Linked DNA regions of Culex pipiens: region 1 is linked to region 2. The links are chromatin contacts, called in public Hi-C maps. All regions are on one chromosome and are shown on one strand. Each heading gives the region's core, a stretch centred on a gene start, on an enhancer-like site or on the middle of the called end of the contact. The rest is flanking DNA. Distances are from core to core; before and after follow the strand shown.

Region 1 (5,015 bases), core at 639-3,138, 130 kb before region 2:
GTTCCTAGATTGGTTCCATTTTTAAATCTACACATTTATATTGCTGATCTTTTTAAAAAAATATTATTTTTTTTCATTTAAAAAAATTTAGAAAAGGTCTACAAATATATAATTTTCCTTATTTTATAGTGTAGACTTAATTATACAATTTTTGAAATATTTTCATTGAAAAGATCAGACAATTTTGCAAAAGTTTCATCCTTTAACATTGAAAATCGGACCAATAGTTTCCAAAATAAAAATTACCGGCTAAAGGTTAGTATGCAGATCGGAAGGAAAGGGGTCAAGAAACAGCTTTACGAACAGCAGAACAAAGGAGAGGGAGTGATTTCTTGGGGCTTTTCTTCACCCTCTCTGACTTGCTTGCGCTGCCGCTGCTGCCCATTTGATTTTTTTCTTGACCGGTTCCTTCCGAAGTGCGTATACCGCTTAACACTTAGAACTCTTAGGATTCTTTGGAAGGCTGTTTCTCAGAAACAGTAAATTGGGTCCTAAAATGAAGCTTAGATTGCTGATATTATTGTTTACAGCGATAAAGCTTATTTTTCTGAGTACAATGAACCTTTGTACGACCACAAAGAGTTTAAAATGGATTTTTAAATCAATTTTAAATCATTAACCTCGCGGTCCTTCTTGACAGAAAAGTTCCTACTTGACAGCTCGTTCCAAGGGGACCATAGTTGATCCATCGAAAAAATGTTGTCTAGTCAAAAAAAAATTTTGCATTAAAATGAAGAAAAGTGATCAGAAATTGTTTTTAATCGTGTTATTTACCGTGGTACATAAAAATTGACATAGGGCTTTAGTACCCAATTGTTGGAATTTACTCAGCTTTTCAAAAATATTTTTTTCAGATGCGCTGTTCTTTCAAGAAGAACCCTTAACATATATATAAAAAAATCAAAAATACGTACAGAATGTATGCTAATTTGAACGTATTCGAATTAAAAAGCACTCAAAGATCTTAACGTGAAAACTTGCATCATTGCCATGATTTTTCGTTCGAAGATTTAAATTTTGCGTCGCTAAAAAGTTAAATAAAAATTAGATTTTTGTTCCGTGTACCCATTTTTTTCCGAAAACACAGCGAGAATTTTGGCTCGAGCCTCGAGTCGATCTAGGCTCGAATTCCTAACCTAAAACTTTGCCGAAGACACCAAATCGATCAGAAAATCTCTTCCCGAGATGCAGAATTTCATGCATTTTCATACCCAAAATTATACGGAAACCTGTATGGAAAAACTAAAAATTATGCAAAATGACTTCTTTTGGCATAAGGAATGCATGGACAAAGTTTCATCCAAATCAAAAAATGAAAATTTTAAGATTACGAAAAAAAAGTGAAAGCGTGGAAAACTATTCAGCGGCAAAAATAATACGTAATATGGAACAAAATGATGACGGTGGAAAATAATATTCATTAGTAACAACCATTAACCCCTCCGATTTTAAAGGATTCAATAACACCTCAAGTTTATTGTTAAATTTTAATCATTCGCCACTGATTCATTGATTTGCAAACATTTGAGAATAAACGCGCGTCGAAGCTAACAAATTCAAAAGTTCCCTACGCGTGTTATTTCACTTTCACCGCGTTCCCTTTGCATGCTTGTGCGCCACGCGATTGTCAGTGCTGCAAGTTGATAGTTTCTTAATTTTTCAATGATTTGTAATTTTAACCATTTTTTATGTTTCAATTCTAAACAAAACTCCAAGATCCTTCACCAAGTCCTTTCCTTATTTTAAGTTAACGGTAAAAAGTGAACGGGATACACTAATAAAATTTATGTACAAATTTTAATTTTATTTTTTTCTCTCACCACAAACATTATAAATTCCCACCGGATCTGCCATCACTGGTCGGCACTGTCATCTTGCTGTCATCGCCGTCGCGCCGCTCGCGGGCCGCGTAAACGTCAAACGTCGTCGTCGTCGGAATTTCGTAGCATTGCTCCATCTCATCGCTAATTGTTTTTCTTTTTGGTGCGCGCACCCGCGATTCCCTGTTTGTTTTTCCGTTTTTAATCCGTGGCCGCGCCACCAAGGGTGAGTTTGGCCGGGGTCCGGCGGTAGTTTCCTCGCGGGGCGATGGTTTTGATGTGGAATTTCTCTTCTAGCTGCCGTGTGGTGTTGTGGTTTCGACGACGAAAGTGCCAAAAGGTTGTGTCTTGCGGAGGAGGACGGAGTGGCCACTTGGCGGCGGTTTGTAAACAAAGCGGTTGGGCGCAATTTGTCCGCGCTGGTTGGGATTCGGGACCGAGGACGCTGCTGCCACAATGACGGATTCCTTCTTTGGGTTCGACACGCATCTTCCGGTGGAGGATGACGGAGGCGGGGGGATTGGGGGCGGTCCGGATGATTCGGAGGAGGAGTACGATGCGCTGAACGATGAGACGTTTGGGCAGGCACGGGAGGGGGACTGGGAGGAGCTGCATGAGGATATGGTTCGGTTGGATCAGCGGGAGGGCGGAGATGGCGATTCGGGGCCGGATTCGGACTTGGATATGAACTTTTCCAGCGTTCGGATTGATAATTTGGAGCTGGACGATGATAACGAGTCGGAGGCGAGATTGCAGCTGGATCCGAGCGTGTGGACGATGCCGAGCAAGCCGGAGACGCCGCGGCCGCAGTTGCCACATCCGGCGATGCAGCAGCAGCAGCACCATCCGCAGAGTTCGTTGATGGCGGCGATGCAGCAGCAGCAGCACCATCAGAGGATAGGCGGGGGACCAGGTAAGGGTGGGGAGATTTTGTGAGAGAGGGAATTTGTTAACATTTTTGCTTGTTTTAGGTGGTCCCTTTGTCGGTCTTCCGCCCAACTTTCCGCTGCCGAACCCGGCCCAGATGCGCATCTGTTCGGTGGAGGAGATCGAGCAGAACATGATCAAGCAGCAGGCGCAGCACTCGATGCCGCCGGAAGTTCCCCAGCAGCTGCCGCCGTTTCATCCGGGCATGGGACTGCCCCGTCCGCCGCCCGGATTTCCCGGCATGATGAATCACCAGCCGCCGTTGACGATTCCGGTGAACTTTCCGCCGCCGTTGAACATGGTTCCCCCGTTGCCACCGTTGCACCTGCTCCAGACGAACGTTCCGCCGCCGTTTTCGATGAATGTTCCGCCGCCAAACTTCCCGGGAGGAGAGAGCCACGCGAATTTCAACCAACGGCTGGTTCAGGAGATTCAGCAAAACCATCCGATGCTGAACCAGCACCGTCAGCAGCAGCATCAGCAGGGCCAGAATCGCTACCAGCAGCACAATAATCGGCAAAATTACCACCAGAACCAGCAGCAGATGCAGCATCACCGGGGCAAGCTGAACAGGTCTGGCGAGTACGACGAGTACGCGAACCTGATGAGCGAACGGGACAAGCAGTGGCTGCTGGGGATTCAGCTGTCGCAGCTGAACAAGGACACGCCTTACTACAACGATTACTACTTTTGCGTGTTTCGCGACCGGAAGGAGCGCCAGAAGGGCGAAAACGAGCGGGAAAGCAAAGCGCACAAGGACAACACGTTCTACCATCCGTTTTCGCAGCAGATGCTCCAGCGGAACGGGTTGATGGGCCGCGAGCGGCGCAACTCGGAAAAGAGCGGAGCGGACATAAAGGAGGTGCCGGCGCGAAACTACACGCCGTTGCAGTTTGAAAACTCGCTCGGGAAGCTACAGTGTGGCAGCGTGACCGCGCCGAGGAAGATCATCGACCAGGACGTGGTGGCGGAGACGGGCACGAACAGCGGAATTCCGCTCAGCTCAGAGGTGCTGTCCCAGCGGAAGTCGCGTCAGATTCTGTTGCATGTTGAGAGTCTGTACAAGGTTCTGCTGAAGCTGGAAGATTTGGCCAACCCACTGGCGATCGAGGCGAAGCAACTGTTGAAGGAAAAGAAGGAACGTGAACGACTGATGGCGCTGGAACGGGGTCAACAGGTTGACGAACAAAACAACCTCACGGCGGCAAATGGCACGGATGGGGAGGAGGAAACGTTCCACTCGCTGCTGGAGAAACTGGTGAGCGGACTGACCCCGGACGGAGTCCTGCTCGTGATGTCGGTTCGCAAGGGAAAGATTCTGCTGAAACGCATCCAAGCGGTCCTCAAGGACGTGCCCTTCCGTTGGATCCTCTGGTGCACGATCCTCGCCTCCCTGGCCGCCCTTCCCAAGCGAGAGCGCGACGACCCGGAAGAGCTGCTCAGTCCGCTGTTTGCCCAGTTCGAGAGCCACGTCAAATACTCATCCATCGGCGAACTTCTCCCGCTGCTCGATACCTTCCTCAACTCGGACAAGCTATTTCCCCTCGTGTCCAAGTGTCGCTTCCTGCTGACCACCGTGCTGACCCTGGTCGACCGAATGGAACACCTGCACGACGCCCTGACACCGGAAGTGGCTGACCGATGGAAGGCATTCCTGCGCGAGCTTTCGCGAGCCGTGTCCGGCGTTGGCGTCGGTCCACAGAAGGTGCTCCTGAAGCTGGACCCGGACTGTAAAATTCTCGGCACCCTGCGGAACCACTTCCAGCGGCACCCGAGCTTAGACCTGGAGCTGAAGCTGCTCGCGCTCGTCTCCGTCGGGGACAAAAAGTAGAGCCGGGGTCAGGTAAATTGTGTTTATTTTCTTTGTTTATCATTTCTCTTCTATCGTGTAAAAATTTCCGGAAACTGCTTCGCGTTACTAACCCTAGACACTATTCTAACTCTATCCTATATATTCTATCAAGCCCTATTGTAACGGTTTACTTCAAGCGGACAGTGATGATGTGTGTAGACGAGAGACCTTTTTTTTTAGAGAACTGAAAATAGTAACTTTCAAAGTTTAGGTAGATAATAACAACATTAAATAATCCCATGAACACATTTCGTTCGATTTTTTCCCGTTCCTCCACGTGGACATTTACGGTAAGCTGGATTCGCGGACGGACGTTAGTAACCTTTCTAAATATATATATTTTTACAAGTTATTCTTTGGACTATTATTTTTTTCGTGTAACAGCTCGGGTTTTTGCGCGCGACGTGGAACAGTTA
Region 2 (5,317 bases), core at 1,414-3,913:
CGAGACTTCAAACTCACCTGCTGCTGGAAGGTGGGCAACAGCGGCGCCAAACTTTCCGCCAGGTGGTACCGCTTGATTTTGCTCGCATATTTCATAAAGATCGGAACCAGCTGACTCGAGCCGATCGTCTCGACGAGTTCCTTTGCCCGCTGCTCCGTCTCCGAGCGGCAAGCAAGCTGAAATTGAATTTGATTACTTTTCAATCTGGATTTGCAAGTTAACTTTGAACTCACAGCGAACAGCTTGATGGCGGTCTCCTTCAGCACCGTTTCCGCTTCGTCCGACTTGATGTACACGGACCGCATCAGCACGTCCTCGAGCGCGCCCTTTTCCCCCTCGACGTCGCACAGCGGCTGCGAGAAGGTCGCATTCATCGGCAGCGGGCGCGGGTTGGTGAGGGGATATTTGGCCCCGCGGCACACGATCAGCTGCACCTGCTGGAGCGATTCCGCCACGGTCACGATGAAGAGATTGTCCGAGGCGCCGGCTTTGTACTTGTCGGCGTCGAGGATCGGGAACCACATGTTGGCGGTCGCGTGGTAGATCCGCAGGATGCCAGCGGAATCGTACGCCACCGGGGAGCCCTTGTCCGAGTAGCCAAGCCAGCAAAGTTCGGCACCCGGAGAGAGGCAGAGCGGGATGTCCCGACAGCGGAGTTTGTACTTGACACAGGTCACGATCATCAGGTTCAGCTGCTGATCTTCGTTGGCCGGCGAGCGATGGTACGCGACCAGGAAGTGATCTCCGAAGGCGGCCATTGCTACGAGAGGGCCTGGCGCGGACAGGACTTCGCGCTGAGTTCCTCGTGTGGTGAAAACCCGCAAGAATCGTTCATCAGTGGCAACCACGACGATCTTGTCCGACGCGACAACTCCAATAATTTCTTCCGTCCCCGGCATCGTACAACTCCACTCGCGATTTCCAAATGAAACCAGATTTATGCAGACCAGCTTGCTTCCCTTGTTTTCAACTTCGGAACCGCAACCCATCGCCACCACGGTTTCACTCAGTCCAGCGACCTTGTGGTTCAAATAGTTGTTCAAATGAATCCCGTGATGTTTGCTCGAGTCGTGAAACTCCACCTCAATCGAGTTTTCTTTCTCATCACTTACACTCCGGTGCGCTCGAATGATGCCCACGTGGTTGTAGCACATGTACCGATTCTCAAAGTTCACAGGCGTCGATCCGGGTTGGAAGTACTCCTGCATGCGGAACGATTTCGCCACAACCTTTGCGCTCGCGACCGACCGCGAGTCCTCGTCGTCGTGATCTTCCGCTTTCGCCTTGCCCAGCATATCCACGAGCAGGTCATCGTCCGCTTCCGGCAGCATGTACTGACTCTTGAGCTTGTTCACCGAAATTGTGTTCTCGTCATCGTCGTCGGATTCGTCCTCGACGGGTTTCTCACCTGCGACGTCTAGAAGTAAACAAAGCGTCAAAATAAGAGTGTTTCCTGTTAACAATAAAGATCTAACTTACACTTTGAATAAATGTCCTCGACGTCCATATCATTGTCCAGCTCCATGTCCCCGTTCGCTTCCCTCTCCGCCATCTCCATCAAATCATTTCCGTCATCCAGCGACTCAAAAACATCCTTCACTTCCCCAACCTGGCCCTGATCGTCGCAAATCACCAGCTCTCCGTTGTTCTTCGGATGCCACGCCAAACCAATGATTGGATGTGGTTCCGATGCAGCGACCTCCCCCTCAATTAGCTGCTCCGTCTTGTACTCCCAAATGGCAATGTCACCCTTCTCCGTTACGGCGGCCAAATAATCCCCCCGCGGAGAAAATGCACATCTGGAAAAATTTGCCGAAATTTTCGGATGTTTTAGCACCTTTCGCTGCTCCCAAGAGCTCGTGTCGACCACCACGATTCCCTGATCTTTCGGGTACGCCAGCAAATGACCCCGCGATGGTTCAAACGCCGGAGTGCCGTACAAAACGTTCCCCTCAAAGCTCTTCACCTTCCTCAGCCCACCAAACGTCTGCACCAAATCCTTCCCGTTCAGCTTCCAAATCCTAAGCTGACCATCCCCGCAGCTCGCCGCCAGCAGATCCTTCCGACTGACGTCCATACTCAGCACCGGCCCATCCAGCCCCCCCAGCTCGAACTCGTCCCCGTCGACCGGTTTCACCTTGATCGTCCCGTCCTCCGAACCCGCCGCCAGAAAGCGCTCGTTCCGCGCCAAGCTCGTCACGAACGCCGTGAACCGAAACTCGATGCCGTCCTTCTCCAGCTCCGGGTACTTGTACGCCTGGACCGTGTTCAGATCGGTCGCGACCAAAATCCGCGACCCGCTGTGCAGCACCGCCCAGATGCTCTCCGCCAGGCAGGACGTCGTGGGGTCTTCGTCGTACACCCCGTCCCAGATGCGGATGTCGCCGTCCTGGCCGATCGAGATGATACGGCTGGAATGTTGGACACAAATTAGCCCAAAGATCTTCCGAGTAATCTAAAATACTCACTCGCCATCGTCCTGGTACGTGACGCCGGTGTAGCCTATGATGTGGCCGTACCGCATGTTGGAACGCTTGAACGGCATTCTGGGGCTGTGATCGCTGGCACGATTTATCAAGAAATTGTTACAAAATCGTTAAAATTACGACAGAACTATGATAACATGAAATCGGTCCGATTTGCTTCTGGAAATGCTGGTTCAACGATTTGCGCGCCAAACCGACTCGATGACGTACTGAAACAGTTTTGTTGTGAAACGGTTTGAAACGAAACGAACTGTGGTGTAAGCTGTACAAGCAGAGATGTACAGACATTTTAGAGTGTCACAGATTTTTCGATCTTGGTTTCAGGGTTGTTACGGACGGCGCGGATCGCGCGGATGGCGCGGATGGCGCGTATCGCGCGGATCTGGCGCGGATTTGCTGGCTAATTTTACTCAGGCGCGGATTTCGCGCGGATAGCAATTTTGATAAATAAAATAATTGAGAACGATAGAATTTCTTTCAAATTACAAAGGAAAATATTATTAGGAATTAAATAAATTAATTCTTTTCGTTGAGTGCGAAAACATAAGATTCTAAGAAGTTGTTAATGATTAAAATTTTCTTCTAAAAATCATTGATTGTTTTTTTTTTTCTTAATATGAAACTTTGAAATAATCTTCAAGTAGCGATTTTTTAATGTATTGAGATTTGTTATATAAATTCAACATAACATTACAACTCATTATTTTTAAAACATCTGCCTTACAATTCAAATAAATATCAAATTTCATTAAAATCAAAAGAACAAAATTCGAAAAATTACAGAATTTTAAAAATTTGAAGCTATGAAACTTTTTAGATTTTCTATGTTTTTCAATATAAAAATTTAAATTTTTAAATTTTTGGTTTATTGAAAAAAATAAAAATTCTGTTGCCACTCTGATTCAGGTAGAATTGATTCTACTCCCAATGGAGCACCCGCAGTCGAGCAGTTTTTGACAGTTCGCTCCATAAGAAATACATTGTAGAAAAAGAAATGCTCCATTATCACAACATGACGAAATCCACTTAGAAATCTGCTAAAATCTCCGTTAAAAGCGAAATGTAATGTTAAAATTAAAAAAATAAGAAATCTGGAATTCAACAATTTGAAATTTCAGAATTTACATATTCAAATAATAAAAAAAATAGAATTCATAATTTGAAATTGTCAAAACTTACAGACTCAAAAAACGTAAAAAAGTACGAATTATTAAATTGAAAATTTACGAAAATATTACAATTGATTTTTTTGTTAATTTTTAATTTTTTAAGAAAGTTCTTAAGTTATCAAATTATTAAATTATTAAATTTTTAAATTATTTGATTATTAAATTATTAAATTTTTAAATTATTTGATTATTAAATTATTAAATTATTCAATTTTCAGATTAATAAATTATTAAATTATTAAATTATTAAATTATTAAATTATTAAATTATTAAATTATTATATTATTATATTATTAAATTATTAAATTATTAAATTTTTAAATTTTTAAATTATTGAATTATTAAATTATTAAATTATTAAATTATTTAATCATTAAATTATTAAATTATTAAATTATTAAATTATTAAATTATTAAATTCTTAAATTATTAAATTATTAAATAATTAAATTATTAAATTATTAAATTATTAAATTATTTAATTATTTAATTATTTAATTATTAAATTATTAAATTAATAAATTATTAAATTAATAAATGATTAAATTATTAAATTATTAAATTTTAAATTATTAAATTATTAATTTTTTTTTTTTGCCATTTTCTTAGTTCGGATCATTTTCAGAGTCATATTTTAGTTTAGAGAAATTTAGAGAAGAAAGTAATAGAAATTTCGTGTTTCGATTTTCCAGAGTAAAGTTTTAGCGAGATAATTCACTAAGCACTAAATACCTAAATTTTATAATTTGGTGATTTATTTTATGGCATTAATTTTTTTAAAATTTTCGAATTTATTTTTTTTCCTGAATTTGTTTTTAAAGCAACGATATTTAAAGTGTTGCAAAAAATGCTAATATTGTTTCAGAAATGGCAAAAAAGGTTCCATTTGGTACAAGTGGGATATGAATCCACAACTGATCAACGGTACTTATCCAAATGCCTTCTGTATTATTCTTTTTTCGTTTAAAATTTCATTCATTATGTTACTCTCTTCTATGTTTGTCGCGATTTTTTTTTATATGGCGCGGATTGGGTTTGGGGTCGGCGCGGATCTGGCGCGGATTTTTTCTCGACGTTTCCGTAACAACCCTGTGGTTTACAAAGCTTTCTTTTTAAATAATTAAATTTCAATATTGAAAATAATAACAATCCAAATTTATTTTAAATTTTAGCGGTATTTACATCCAAGATGTTACGTTTTATTTTATGTTGAGTTTGCATTAATATGGAGTTTTTTTTCCAGTTGATGTAAAATTACTTAAACTTTAAAACAAGGCTATAAGGGAAAGTCATCCAATAAAATAACAATACAAATATTACTAAAAAAGCAGAAAATTTAATCTCTTCAAAAATCCAGAATTCTTCAAACTTCCCTCGCAAAAACCCCCTCATCAAACATCCGCTGCCACTCCGTTCCACGAGGGTACTCGTACTGCTCCACCGCTTCCGGTTTCAGCTCCGTAGAGTACCCAGGCGCCACCGGAGCCACATAACACGCCTTCGCATTTATCGTAGCCGGATGCAGGAACTGTTCGTGCTGTTGATCCACAAACTCCACCATTCGCCCGTCCATCGTACCGGAAACGGACGTAAAGTCCCACAGCTGCAGATGCTGCACCATTTCGCACAATCCGACTCCACCGGCGTGCGGACAGACTTTT

The links. Hi-C and Micro-C count contacts between places; a contact is called where the count stands out from the background.
Region 1: a contact with region 2 is called in a Hi-C map of embryo, with 8 times the contacts expected there. The contact joins the promoter of LOC120426208 here to the promoter of LOC120426403 in region 2. A contact is called at or near these places in 2 of 3 Hi-C or Micro-C datasets (embryo and whole body).

Annotation. Positions count from the first base shown.
Region 1 is chr3:27,716,224-27,721,238 of TS_CPP_V2, reverse strand. It overlaps LOC120426208 (protein PAT1 homolog 1-like), which reads left to right and starts at 1,888. Exons shown (of 3, transcript XM_039590919.2): 1 at 1,888-2,046; 2 at 2,118-2,733; 3 at 2,792-5,015. The coding sequence starts at 2,277. The coding sequence ends at 4,578.
Region 2 is chr3:27,583,973-27,589,289 of TS_CPP_V2, reverse strand. It overlaps LOC120426403 (WD repeat and HMG-box DNA-binding protein 1), which reads right to left and starts at 2,663. Exons shown (of 6, transcript XM_039591163.2): 1 at 2,469-2,663; 2 at 1,480-2,411; 3 at 234-1,417; 4 at 18-176. The coding sequence starts at 2,545. It overlaps LOC120426021 (mitochondrial enolase superfamily member 1-like), which reads right to left. Exons shown (of 6, transcript XM_039590700.2): 6 at 4,971-5,317. The coding sequence ends at 5,020.